Regions from separate parts of the Zea mays genome. Here all the other regions are linked to region 1. A link is a contact called in public Hi-C data. All regions are on one chromosome and are shown on one strand. Each heading gives the region's core, a stretch centred on a gene start, on an enhancer-like site or on the middle of the called end of the contact. The rest is flanking DNA. Distances are from core to core; before and after follow the strand shown.

Region 1 (4,627 bases), core at 1,823-4,322:
TGACTCTCATTTTGCACAATTTTAGCTTATTTTACCAAGGGAAGCCGAGAGAGGCGTACAGGAAACTCATGCTTTATATTAGTCTCTATATATGTATCTTACACACTCAATCTTAGTTTTATGTGTTCGTCGCTAGCTGTATATAGGGGTGATAATAAGCTCTAAGAATTGGATCGGATTAAGATCGGATTATATTTCTATTCAATTTTGAACTAAAATTAACTAAAGGCTCAAACAAATTGTGAAGAAACATTTGAATCGTGATCCATTACCAGTCATAATTGTATGCTGACTGTTAATATACGTGCCCTGCTTTTGAGCGTGTATTGACACTCTAATGCAAATATGCAATATATGTAGGGCTAGTTTAGGAATTCTATTTTTCCAAGGGATTTTCATTTTTCAAAAAAAAAGTTTATTTTCCATTGAAAAATAGAAATCCTTTGGCAAAATAGAGTTCCTAAACTAAGTACTTAGACGGAGAATTTCCCTTCCTCTGTAAAAAAAAGGGTTTGTAGAATATACTATTTTAAAAAAAATATGCCACCATCATCACTGGCAATCCCTGCATCCCATTGTTTCTGCTCTGTAAAATTCGTACGAATTCTACAACAATCTGTTTACGCTTAAATCTCACTCGCACTTGCATGTAATACAATATGGTTTTGTACACGATGATTGGAGTACCATGGTAGTATATAGCTAAACTCTTACAGCCGTTCAATAGTGGCAAAACAAACCTAGGAAAGCAGTATAAAATCTGGCTTTGATGCATCCCTTATTCAGTTACGATTCACACCATGCACGTAGAGGTCCATTTGGCTCATCCGTAGCATCGGATGGGGTCATTGCAGCCCTTGGCTGCAGATTGCCCGAAGCCGAAGCGGCCGCCCTTCTCCAGGTACTGCTGATGGTACTCTTCTGCTCTATAGAACCTCTTCGCTGGAACGATCTCGGTGACGATCTTCCGGTTCAGAAGCTTCTGCTGCTTCTCCAGGGACTCTCTTGCCGCCTTCTCCTGCTCTGGGTTATAGTAGTATATCCCTGACCTATACTGTGTTCCAACATCATTGCCCTACATGCAAGTATGTAGTCAGAAACTTATTCCTGTCAGACATGCTCGAAAGAATTGATTGGCTTAAGCTGATTATCCAGAGACAAATTCAAATGCTAGATCCAAACGCTCAGACATTCAGATTAACACTTAAGAAAAGGTTATCTAGCACAGAAATTGGATGCAGGGGCGGATCTAGAAAAAAAATGCTATTATATCACTGCTAATATAATATGTACGTCATTACTTATTTATAAATGTCATTTTTTTGTTTTTTCTAGATGTTCGTTTAATGCTTTAAGAGATCATTGATGTCACTTGACATCAATACCTATATATTGCATCCACTCCTGGTTGAATGCAGTATTACTGTTAGAAACACATTGATTCAGTATATAGGTTGCTGACACCCTAGAAAGATAGATAAGAAATAGAAACTGCAGCCAATCTCAAGGTCAATCATGCACCACACGCGAAAGGGTCTCTGGCTTAGTTGGTTATGTAGTTTGAGTAACACTCAGGTCCTAAATCCGACTCTCCGTGGGAGCGAATTTTAGGCTACGGTCGAGAAAAATCCCCTCGCCTTAATTGTAATGATTTCAGGCTAAGGATGAAAAAATCCCCTCGTCTTAATTGTAATGCCATGGGGGCGGTCTTAACCCCCCGCAGATCGAGTTTTTTAATCACGCACCACACTACTATTAGCTTAACACAAGGGCTAGAAGTGAAAGCTGAAGTTGAAGGCTTATAGCTCTCCTAGAACTAGTATGGAACACTATTTTCTCAAATTCTAAGTGTCGCTGCAGATTTGCATTCAACTACATATAACAGATCTGGACTCAAGAGAGCCATAGAAGGTTGTCCAATGGCAGTACCTCCTACAGGAAACAGTGCTCACAAGTCATAACCTGGATATCATATTACACATCCACAGCAATCAACAACGATGGCAATCTTAGTTCTATACTTGTAGTGCTACAAGCCTACATCAGTCCTCACTGTACGATCAGGATTAGAATTACTTGGCATTTTCCGTCAATACCCTGCATAAGAACATGAAGTACTCAACTTATGGAACAGGAACTACCTTTGTTCTTGTTCTTCATTAACAAAAAGAGAGTTCAGTGGCAAAGCAACAATATCTATCAGAAACGTCGCTTTGGCCGAGTGGTTAAGGCGTGTGCCTGCTAAGTACATGGGGTTTCCCCGCGAGAGTTCGAATCTCTCAGGCGACGCAGATGTTTTTTTTTTCGCACTCGTCAGTTCGCAACAGAGTTTATTAGATTTGTCCTGCAGTCAGTTCGCAACTGAGTCTATTTGCCCTACTGCGGGCTGCTCCCATCGAACAGCCGAACCTAACGAAAGAGCAGGCTAATTCGGAATCCCCGTAAAATTGTTCTCAAATTCGCATCAAAACCCCCAAAATTTTCTCTCAAAATCAAGCGTCGGGGTATCGCTGACCTGTCGGTTGGGAGTAGTGGGGTCGTGGCGCGCCCAGAAGGTGTCGAGGAGGTCGTCGTACTTGCAGGCGGCCGGGTCGTACTGCACGCGGACGACCTCGTTGTGGTTTGTGGTGCCGGTGCAGACGTCCTCGTAGGTCGGATCGTGGATGTTGCCCTGGCTGTAGCCGACCTCCGTGCGGGTGACTCCCGGCACGCGCTGGAACGCGAGCTCCACGCCCCAGAAGCAGCCGGCGCCGAATTGCGCGAACTCGTTCCCCGGCGCGGGCTGGTCCTCGTCGGGCCCCTGCGCCAGCGCTGCCGACGCCTCCGACGCGCGCGGGCTGCCTCCAAGCCCGCTCAGGCCCAGCTTCCCAAGCCAGCTCATCGCGGGGGGCGGTCGGGTCTTCCTGTGCGGCGCGAGGAAGTGGACCGAGGCGGCGGCGCGCTGGTGGAGGAAGGGGCCGGGGCGGTGGAGAGCGCCGATACAGGAGACGAGGAGAGGGGAGGCGGAGGGGAGGGAGGCGGGTGAGGTGAGGAGCGGAGGCATCGGGGGCGGAGCCGCGGAGGCCTTGTCTTCTCGTTTCCTTTTGTGGCGGCGTGGCCCAGATGCTTCGACTCGACGGCTCGAAGCTTGGTTGGTTGGTTGGTTGGTAGTTGGGTGTTTCCACGTCCACTCCACCCCTGCTCCTTCAGCGTTCTTGTGAATCTGCGATACAGTGAGTGATAGGAAGCCTCACCCTGAATTGCATGGTCTCCATTGCTTGTTCAGTGCAAGAGGGACCTAGCAAGAGCTGTTGGCTTTACGTGTCCGGCCTGCTCTGTATTCACTTCGTTCTAAATTAACCTTCTAATGGAAAATATCTCAAATTTCATCAAAATTATAAAATAATCATAAATATTTATAACATCGAATAGATGTACTTAAAAATATAGTCAATAAAAAAATCTAACGATACTTAGTTGATATGCTAAATGTTAATATTTTGTTATGTATTTGGTGAAACCTTAAGATAACTGACTTCTTAAAAAAGTTAAAATAACTTATAATCTGATACGGAGGGAGTACGTGATAGTTATGATTTTGATTGGTTGATATCCTAATTTTTAGTTGCATGGGCAAGCCAAGCTTTTGGTCCCTATTTGGTTTGTGTGTAAGAATTTGTCACTCTCCCACATTTATCTTTGGTTGGCAAATTTTAAAAGCCAACCAAACATGCATAAAATCTAACAGAATAATCTGCATAAATAGAACAGCTAACGTTCAGGTTCCATAAAAACGAACTGAGAATTTCCGCAAACGAAATTAGGTAACATATATAGTTCTTTAGAATTGCAGATAAGTCTTTTCCAAATATACGGTAACTGAATGAAAGGTTTTTTGGTTTTGAAAACTTTGACGTTGCTGAACTCGTCCAGACCGTACTGGTGTCTGGTGGTATTTGCCTGCGCTTCACCGGGGGAGTGCACATGTGGCTTTGTTCGGATAGTGATAAGAGAAGATTAAGCGATGTGGATTGCCAAGGCGTTGCGACCCTCCGGAACACGCTGCGAAATGGTCTCGTAGACGATACGAGTATGACGTTGACCGATGAAAAGTGGATGTTAATCATAAATTGCGTGTTATCAAACGTCGGAACATGTTGACCTCGTCAAGCCGTCATGCACACACGGATGCGCCAGATGAGATAGGGTGAAAGCTGTGCAATCGTGAAAACTTCATGAAACTACGGATTGCGGAGCTAGGTACACTAACAAAACTTAACTTCCATCCAAAAGAAAATACAGCTAAAAAGGCGGAAATCGCACGCTCGCTGTGCACGGTGCATTAGCCCCAACTCAAATCAGTATACTATACTATAGTACAACACTGACCACACAACGTATTAGTAGATCCTAAGCATAAGTGTTTACTTACATCAAGACGGGAACGCACTTAGGCTACTGTCTTGTCAGCAATTAGCTAGATGGTCACAATCATCTTACTGGTGTTAATATAGGTGTGTACGGTGGAACGACCTATGGTTGTTTTACTGTAAATGATGTATTCTGTTCTGGTGTGACGGTGGACATGCAGCATCAGAACCAGCTGATCTCAGCATTCTGGTGAGAGCCTGCATCTGGGGTTGACGGC
Region 2 (4,642 bases), core at 1,348-3,847, 130 kb after region 1:
GATGGCGATGTGGCCGCCCGTCTCTCTCGCTGTGCTGTGCTGTGCCCCCTCACTCGTGCGTGGACGGACCACTTTGTCACCGGCGAGATCCACATATCCCGTCCCAGATTCGACCTCACCCTTCATCTTTACCCGCTCATCATCGCAGAGGCTTTATATTAGTCGCTGTGATTCATGCAAAAGCGAGATGAGACGCCGGCAGTGATGATAATGGGTCACGGTCCATCATATTTTTTTAAATCCTAAATAAATTTTATTTTAAAAATAATAGAAATAGAATCTGATTATAATTTAATCTGATTTTTAAATTTTACTATAGTGTAAAATTTAGAGTCATGGGATATAGCCAGCCGCAAACGGAAGACTCGGACAGCACAGCCGCCTCTCGTTCGCTTCTCTCAGTGTGACATTACTCTCCACGTCAAGGAGAAAAAATATATAATTCTAACATAATCTTATATTCTAAAAGTCTGATTAATACAGATGATTTTTTATGTTTATGATATTAAATAAATGTCATTAAATAAATTATAAAATACATTTTATAATAAATTAATTTAAACAATAGATATAAATAATATTCATAAAAATAAAAAATAAAAACTGGCTAAACGCATATCACTTTAACTAAATGTCACATAACGTAAAGCTGCGACTTTCTTCCGAAGATTAGTTGGCGTATGCGTTTTGGACGGCACGGTCCAATTATTGGGCGGGATCGGGGAGCTCAGAGCCACACCCACACGACGCCTTGCGCCCGTCGCCGCCTCCTCGGATTGGAACACGAAACGAACCCACTCGAAGTCGAGACAGGGACCCATCAACCCCCAAATCCCAGCTGATCCCTCTCCCCTAATTCCATTCCACAACACTGCTAGTATTAGTGTATTACAACGCAATGCACTTCACAAACATTCCTTGCGCACAACAAAACAGAACAGAACACACCAACACAACCAGCAAGACCGAAACCCGGCTGCGCGCGGCAGCCTGACGAGGCTGATAATACTTGATGAAACGCATGCTCGCAGGGGAAGCCAAATGCGAGTAGCTCCCTCGGCGTCCCGGCCGAGTCACAGAACCTTGATGGCCCCCGCCGCGCCGCCGCAGACGCACCGGGAAGGGGGCGCGATGCTGAGCTCCAGGCCGTTGACGGCGATGCTGAGCTCCAGGCTGTCGACGGTCGAGGCCGTTTCCAGGCCGGAGGCCATGGAGAGCGAAGTCCCCGCGGGAACATGGGAGTTCTTGTTGAAATAGTAGTAGTCAGTCAGTTGATTAACCTGTCCAAAGGATCATTCAGTTCGCTTGTCAGTTTTGCTCAGACTATTATATAGTACATGAAAACGTCCTTCCGCCCTTACTACCAGTGCAATAGAGGGCATAAGGTTACCTTACCTGCATGTTACTGCCTAAAATCTCTCCGAGGCCTCTATATCTTGGTATCTGAGGAGAGGGAGGATAAAAAATTCACTGTTCAGATCTTGGGTTCTCAGTTACCACCAGGACAAGGAGAAAACACAGCGGAAGGAGTATATAAATTACGGGGACGTCGCCGCGGTCGGTGTGGATTATCTCCTGCGTAGGCGCCGGTTTGGCAGCGACGATGCTCTGAGGGCCTGGCACCTGAAACGAAACAAAAAAAAAAAGGGGGGGAGAAAGAAAGAGGACGATTAGCGCTGTTGGCTGGCTCCAAGATCTGACGAATCGTTCTTGTACTGTACCAGTTGGAGTGCTAGCTCACCTGGTTGTCCTTGTAGTCCGCGATACCGACGTCGAAGAGGCTCGCCCGGCGCTTCTTCATACCGGGGTTGGTCTGCCGGAGGAAGTACTTCTGGGCGTGGCTGGCCACCTGCGTCGCCGTCCTGGTGGTGACGAAGCCCTTGGAGATGCCCCTCCAGTCCCCCTTGCCCAGCTGCCTTAGCCCGTCCAGGAACTTCCTGTGCTCCTCCTCGGTCCATGGAATTCCTGCGCCGATTCCACCGAACAACGGATCAATTCACAGTAAAAGCATTTCTGGGCTGCAAGATAGCTGCCGTTGACTCGCACGGAGATACTTTTGTGTGTGTGTGTGTGTTGTGTAAATGCCTGAATGTTTTACTGGTTGGTTTCTGAATCTAAGAAAGGACAACATTTTCCGTTGGAATCCATCGTCCATCGTGGGATTAATTACAAGAAGAGCAGAGCAGTAAAGAAAGCGATTGATAGAAATCCAGAAAGAAAAAAAAAGCTCACCTTTCTTCCTGTCCTGTGCCTTGCGACGGCGGCGCTTCTGCTGGCCGGACGCCAGCTCCGCGTCGTCGGAGGCGTACCCCTTGCAGCCCTCTTTCTCCTCCGGCGACAGCAGCGGGTTGATGGTGAGGTCGGGCATGCTGGAGCTCTTCCTCAGGTCCATCGGCGACTCCTCCGGCTCCCCGCTGCCGCCACCCCGGTGGACGTCCACGCCGAACAGCCTGAGGAGCACCGGCGTCATCGTCTCCCTCCGCTGCTGCCCCTCCTCCTCCGGCCGGTCCATGTCCATTCGGTCCCTGCTTTGGATGTGCTGCTTTGGAGGCTACCGTAGGCCGCACTCGCGGTTGCGGCACAAGAGGCCAAGCAGGAGAAGAGTACCTGTGGTGCCCCGCCCCCCTGGGGGGGCCTTGCTCCGTTGGTCTTGCTTACATTTATGGGATCGTATCCAGTGCACAAGGGCCACGCCGTGCACAAATGCACAAAACGAAATCTGGCCGTCCATTTTCCATCCAACGACATGACGGCGCGGGGGGTTTTTCACAAAACAGACTCGGCAAGCTACGGAGGCTGCGGGAGGGTTCATCTGCATATTTACGACGGCCGTTGGATGGAAAATGGACGGCCAGATTTCGTTTTGTGCATTTGTGCACGACGTGGCCCTTGTGCACTGGATACGATCCCTACATTTATATGCCCGGTCTCTGTGTTATTTCCTTGAGGAAACCGATATGTCCTGAAAAGTTTTAAGCCTTCTGATCTGTATTTTTTTTATTATTGAAGCGAATTAGATTGGTCTCGGAGCGAAATTATGGTTGACCGATGCGGCCGAGGCAGATTTTCGTGAAACGGCACGGATTATGATACAATTGTTCGCCCAGCTTCGACTACTAGTGCATCGGCAATAATAATACAGAGGCACGTAATAACAAATTCGGCGGCGTCACCAATCACGTCAAAAATGAATCCCTCGTCGTCAGTAACCACGTCGAAAACAGATTCCTCGTCCCGTTCTTTTTTTTTCGCGGTCTTCGAAATTGCCAACGAAACACGCCTGCACATCTGACTGTTTTTTTTTATGAACTCATGTTCGTTCGTAATTCGTATGGGGCAAACAGACTTGGCATTCCAGGTTACCGAATTTTTTACATTTTAGCCCTTTTATAGGAAAAAAATCACGTTTAGACCTTAAAAAATTTTAATAGCAATTTTGGACCCTTTGCTCGGCGCCATAGGCTATGGCGCCGAGGTAACACAGCTCGGCGCCACAGATCTTGGCGCGAGGTACGTGCTACGCTGGCACACCTGGCCGACGTGGCACCGAGCTCGGCGCCACAGATCTTGGCGCCGAGCTCGGTTGTGTTTTAACAGTTTTGTTGGAAAGCTGTAAGCATAAGGCTTGTCTAGCCCAGTTGGTAGAGCACAATGCTTTTCACCTTGAGGTCCTGAGTTCAAGCCCATAGTTTGCATTTCAATATTCTTGTCTTTATCATTGATTTGTTTTTTTTTGTTTATGTCGCTGATGTGTCCATACAAATTTATTTTTAGGTACCATGATCCTCGTTTTTTTGGGTAAATTAAAATGCGAGCAGTATAAGCATGACACTTAAACCTCTCGATTCGCAGCGAGCATGGCTAGTATTTTTCTTTTTTCTTCCAAGTAAATACCTTTTCCCGTATATTGTCCCATTTTGGTGTCCTTTAAGTCCGATAGAGCAAGGACACCTGTGTCTTGATACGTAGATTAAAGACAATGTCGTCAAGCAGAGAGAGGCTTTAAGATTCGTGCGTACGATGCCACGATGGTGGCCGGCAATGGAGCGTGTAGCCACCATGGTCGTGTGCAGTGTGCTCCACTGAGCCGGCTGGGTCCTTCACTCGCCGCTTTTACTATAGTATAGGAACCAACAACCGGATCGCGTACTTGTTAATTAGTCCACCGATACTCTGACGTATTTTCCGCCTGACACGTATACATATAGCTAGCTAGCTTGTGTTACGTACGTACAATGGTCAATGGATGAAAATGGACTCTGGCCGGAGTGCACAGTCGAGACTCGAGACTAGTACTGAATTCACTTGCAAGTCAAAGGTTACAGCTATATACATACTTTATTACAACGAGGCCAGGTTGCAACAGTATTTTTATTTTGTACCCTGACCATGTAAATCGAGAGGTTTAAGTGTCCTGCTTATACTGCTCGCGTTTTAATTTACCAAAAAAAAACGAGGATCATGGTACCCAAAAATAAATTTGTATGGACACATTAGCGACATAAAAAATACAAATCAATGATAAAGACAAAAATATTGAAATGCAAACTATGGGGCTTGAACTCAGGACCTCAAGGTGAAGAGCCTTGTGCTCTACCAACTGAGCTAGACAAGCCTTATACTTACAACTTTCCAACAAAAC
Region 3 (5,010 bases), core at 1,946-4,445, 200 kb before region 1:
CAGCAAGCACCAGCGCGGGGTTCTGCTGGTGTACGGTGTACCATCACTTTACATTGGAGTATTTTGTACACTTCGTCGCACGTCCTTGCTGCTATTGCGAGACCTTTTTTCGTTGGAAAAAGAAAAGCAACGCACAAACCACGATCAACGAAATACTACTTTGATAGTCGCATCCGCCGAACATTTGGGAGCAATGGCAACAGCAGTGCAGCGCGGTCCACGGGCCACGGCGGGTGGGTTTGGCTTCGGGCCTCTCGGCGACGGACCTCAAAACCCAACGGAAGCCGACGCGGACGAAGTGGAGAAGTCGCGGTTTCTGCCAACACACGCCGAGTGGACGGGGCCCTTTATTCCCAGTCGCCGGTGCCCAGCTCTAGACCGTGCGACCCGTTAAAAATAATAACGCGTCCGCTCCCCTCTCGAGTCCCTTGCCCCACCCAAGTACCCAACTCGAGCGGTGGAGCCTTGCGTGTGTCTAAAAATAGCGCCCGAATCGCGGCGGCAGCCACATCGAGTAATTTATCGAGTCAGGTGAGAGGGCGGAGCAGATCTCGCCGGCCGGGGCCATGGGTGCTGCCGGCGCGATCCGGCGGGCGGCGGCGTCGGTGGTCGACAGGGCGTGCGCGGGGACGCGGGGCTTCCGCCGCGCGCTGGCGCGGTTCGCGCCGCGGCCGTCGGCGTTCGGCCCCGCCGCAGACGCGGAGGCCGCGGCGGTGCGCGCCGTGCGGAACCTCCGGACCTTCCGGTTCCACTACGCCGTCCTGCAGTGGGTGCTGCTGCTGGCGTCCCTGGCGCCGCGGCACCGGGCCTCCGTCGTCTTCCTCATGGCGGCGTCCAAGGGCCTCCTCGTCTACGGCGGCCTCCTCAAGGCGTTCCCCAACTCGGCGCTGCTCCGGAGGCTCCTCGACCGCCGCCTCGTGGCCGCCGTGTTCGTCGCGCTCGTGCTCGCCGACATCGTCGCCGCGGGCGCCGTCGCCAACCTCCTGGCCGCGCTCGCCGCGGGCGTCCCCGTCATCGTCCTCCACGCGTCCTTCCGCGTCCGCGACGATCTCGAGGCGCCCTCGCCGGACGCGGCGGCGGCGGCCGAGAACGGCAAGGAGGACGAGGCGTCGGCGGTCGTCGAGAAGAAGGAGGACGGCGACGTCGAGGCGGGGCCCACGCGGCGGTCCATGGCGGCGGCACCAAGATCACCCAAATGAGGAATTTACTAGTAATACGAGCTAGTGAAAACCATACGTTTTTCGTAGGTTTTTAATTTAACTACTGGCCCCGTTGTCATGGAACATAGGAACAATTCGTGGTCAAACCTGTCTTCCTGCCTGCTTGTTGATTCATACTTTGAGCCTAGGATTTTTTTTTTGGAGAAGTTCAATCAGTAGAATGTAGTGGTAGCTGTGACAGACATTGAACGTGGAATTGAGGATTAATACTTATAGGGGACTCAGTTGTGAAGTCCTCTATTCATACACCTTGAGTGTATAATCTAATCTAACACACATAAAGCATGCTCCACTGATCGATTCGGTTAACTGCTACTTGTTTGAGGCGCATCCATTTGATCATAGTGGCATATTTGCTTGATCATGGTGGCATAGATCATAGCATGGATGAATTCTGTATTCACAGGCTCTAATACCAGGCATGAATGAATGCTGTATTCATCCATGTAAATATTTGCTTGATTTCCCTCAAAACCTCTAATATCAGGCATGGATGAATTCTGTATTCTCAGGCTCGCAGCGGTGTTGATTTCCCAGATCCTGAAGGTCCGTGGTGGAGAAGAGAGGAGGATGAGGAAGAACTGCACCTTCCCCCCTCCTGCGCGCGCGCCCAACTAAAAAACAAGCCAACCGACTTGGAAATGCTCTTCGCACCGACAGCTGCCCCACCACAAGTCCACAAGCAACCACAAAAGACAGGTAATGCCTCGAAGGAGCAAGCAACTCGCCTTCCCCAGTTGTTGACACTCCGGAGATGTTGATGTATGGCCTGTCCCTCCATGTAGGTGTAGCCTTCCAACTGGCAAGTGAACCTGCAGTTCGCAAAGAAGACAACTCTAGTCAACAATTACGTGAAAATGTGAAACCTTCTGCATTAGAACCTACATATATGGAGGAGTCACAAGCCAAGCGTGATGACGATGAGCCATCAGACATCACGTATTCACGTGCTGTAGATGAGCAAGCAGATCGTATGCACAACCTGAAAGTGTCTTTTCCTTTTGCTCTTCACGGGGCATGTATATTGTTGTTTAATGTAGAGGCTGTTAAAATATTTAAATAAGCTATTTGCAAAAAAATAGTGAAGGTATTTGTAAAAAAATCGTGGCACTGAAGAGACGTCTCTGGCTCGTAACCCAAGAAACAACAGACGACTCACTTCCCAATGTACGAATTCGTCGTCTATTCTATCTATTCGATACTGTACAAATACATTTATGTGTGTATTTATTAATAAACTACAATTATATACAACCCATTGTATAATAAAGTCTTTTATTTGACTTTTGTGTTTGGAGAACCGTTTTGATGTTTCTCTACTACATATGCCCTTAGAGCATCTTCAATAGTTATGTAAATTTAGCACCCTAAATTATATATTTAAGAAGTTGCTAAATCACTTTAAAGAGTACAAAAATGTGTGTGTTCCAACATTTCTCTATTTATTGGTTGTTAATTTTTAAAATTGTCAATGACAACAAAAAAGTGAGCATGATTTCTATTTTTAATTGAGATAGCACATCAACAACCTTCTATAATGTCTTGGAAGGTCGAATTTGTCGATGGAAAACCAAAAGGTCGCGCCGACGACATAAAGACAACACATGGCACTGAAGATAGATTTGTGGTCAATGAGACGGTGGGCGAAATATGGTTTTCGTGATGGATTTAGAACCAACATTGATTTAGGGAGTCCCAACGATGTTCGTAAATGTAGGGATGAAATTAGGTTTTGTAAGAAGTTTGTAAATTTAAGAAACTGCTTTACATAACTGTTGGAGAATAGTTTTTTTCAAAAACTTTTAAAATTCATATTTAGAGAGTTGTTTACATAATTATTGGAGATGCTATTAGAGGAGTGAAAGAATAAGGAATAGAGAGAATGGATCTTAACTGAGTAGAACTGACGGTCCATAAGTATCTGTTCCAATTTCCAAATACCCAAACTGGACGTCCAACTGTTGGCCAAGCAAGGCCCTATCAGCCGGAACAGCCCACAGGTGGATGCTGCGAATCGAGTGGGTCGGTCCGATAAGCCTGGTCTAGTCGAGCCCACCAAGTTTCTCGAGGCTAGGGTTTGCACGAGCAGCGAAGCGGTTTGCGTGTTGGCGTTGGGCGGCCCGGCCGAGCCGGGGCCCTATATATGAGGGAGAGGACCCCCCACTAGGGTTTCCTCCGACGGCGCCGACAAAACCAGACCATCAAACAAGTGCCAGCGCCCTCTCGCAGTCGCCGCAATGGAGAGCACCTTCATCATGATCAAGCCTGACGGCGTCCAGAGGGGCCTCGTAAGCATCATATGTTCCCAGTTAATTTCTGTTCATTCGATTCGATTTGGTGATGTCCCCGCGCTTTGTGATACGATTTTGTACTAGTTTGTGTTCACTCCATCCTGCTTGGTTTTTTCAGATTGGTGAGATCATCAGCCGTTTTGAGAAGAAGGGCTTCTACCTCAAGGGTAATCTAGCGTCCATGTTTTGATTCAAACTTCCATTATGTTCCGAAACAGCCTTCAATTTCTCCATTTAAAGACTAAAGATGTGGCTTTAGACGGAAATTCAACAGTTTGTGCTCAAATAAGATGTCACTTTTCCTAAATCTGTTGATAAAGATTTTGGTGCATAGCTGCTAAGTTTTTTGTAATCTGATTACGGTTTGTAAAACAAGTCGTGCTTGATAACCTGCCAACTCGAAATGCAGCCTTGAAGCTTGTGAACGTGGAGAGGTCGTTTGCTGAGAAGCACTACGCCGATCTCGCCTCCAAGCCCTTCTTCCAGGGCCTCGTGGACTACATCATCTCTGGCCCTGTGGTGGCCATGGTCTGGGAGGGCAAGAGCGTCGTCACAACTGGCCGCAAGATCATTGGCGCCACCAACCCCCTGGCTTCTGAGCCCGGCACCATCCGTGGCGACTTTGCTGTCGACATTGGCAGGTTAGATCTCAGTCCGATTTTTGTATCTTATGGTTTTCAGTCACCGTTATTCATGCATTGGTTATGCTTAGATGCTTAATGTGTTAAAGCTGCTCAATCCAATTGGGACTGCCATACATCCAATGTAAAAAATGTTCACACTCCTGAGTTCGGCGTAGTTATATATCCTAAAATTTGCTCTTTTCCATAGTGATGCTAAAATTCTTGACTGACTAGCATTGGATTTATGTAGAGCTACGGTTATTTATTTTGTGTAGTCAAATTAGATGTTAAGAGACAATGCATGTAGATGATTATGACCAAATGTTGGCTCTCAGTTCATTAGTTTGTTTGTATCTTGGGGTAATGAACATTTGTGGTCATCTCATGATTGCAGCCATGCTGCAGATCAACTGTTTTAATGTTGGCATTATGACCTGTTACATCCAACTCGTGGGTCCAGTAGGTACATCCTCTGGCATGTGTTTACCAGATCTGAGCTTATACTTGTTCTGAATCTGATGTGGAGTCCACAAAACATTTAGACATCAGTGGATGTAAGTGATGTACTTTCCTGGTGTTGTGGGGACTGGTTGCTCTGGTTGCTGTTTAATCATCCATTTAACTCGTCTTTAGCCATGAATAGTTGGGGTGTACTGTATCTTATTCTGCGTAGTTGTCCATGAGGGTTTTGCTGTATTGTACTTCTGATTTAATCTAGAAAACCCATTTTTTAAATGTAGTGTTAAAGCCTCTCGGATTATGTCTGTGGTATCAGATTCTACTATGATGCCAAGTTCTCATGACCTTGTTTTGTGCTATAGGAATGTCATTCATGGAAGTGACAGCATTGAGAGTGCTAATAAGGAGATTGCCCTG

What was found. Hi-C and Micro-C count contacts between places; a contact is called where the count stands out from the background.
Region 2: a contact with region 1 is called in a Hi-C map of bundle sheath, with 2.0 times the contacts expected there. The contact joins the promoter of LOC100216850 here to the promoter of LOC100285733 in region 1. A contact is called at or near these places in 4 of 25 Hi-C or Micro-C datasets (bundle sheath, ear, leaf and 1 more).
Region 3: a Hi-C map of bundle sheath shows a contact between it and region 1, with 3 times the contacts expected there. The contact joins the promoter of LOC100217209 here to the promoter of LOC100285733 in region 1. A contact is called at or near these places in 6 of 25 Hi-C or Micro-C datasets (bundle sheath, ear, endosperm and 3 more).

What each region holds. Positions count from the first base shown.
Region 1 is chr1:95,824,105-95,828,731 of Zm-B73-REFERENCE-NAM-5.0, reverse strand. LOC100285733 reads right to left here and starts at 3,072. Exons shown (of 2, transcript NM_001158624.2): 1 at 2,516-3,072; 2 at 625-1,075. The coding sequence starts at 3,043. The coding sequence ends at 824. TRNAS-GCU (transfer RNA serine (anticodon GCU)) reads left to right here and starts at 2,208; the gene lies at 2,208-2,289.
Region 2 is chr1:95,695,337-95,699,978 of Zm-B73-REFERENCE-NAM-5.0, reverse strand. LOC100216850 reads right to left here and starts at 2,597. Exons shown (of 5, transcript NM_001143242.1): 1 at 2,233-2,597; 2 at 1,742-1,965; 3 at 1,543-1,623; 4 at 1,396-1,443; 5 at 620-1,280. The coding sequence starts at 2,518. The coding sequence ends at 1,074.
Region 3 is chr1:96,025,324-96,030,333 of Zm-B73-REFERENCE-NAM-5.0, reverse strand. LOC100217209 (nucleoside diphosphate kinase 1) reads left to right here and starts at 3,195. Exons shown (of 4, transcript NM_001310025.1): 1 at 3,195-3,508; 2 at 3,630-3,678; 3 at 3,921-4,152; 4 at 4,956-5,010. The coding sequence starts at 3,458. LOC100384342 reads left to right here and starts at 1,558. Exons shown (of 2, transcript NM_001176893.1): 1 at 1,558-1,919; 2 at 2,006-2,384. The coding sequence starts at 1,862. The coding sequence ends at 2,283. It overlaps LOC100277173 (nucleoside diphosphate kinase1), which reads left to right and starts at 376. Exons shown (of 1, transcript NM_001150819.2): 1 at 376-1,432. The coding sequence starts at 567. The coding sequence ends at 1,199.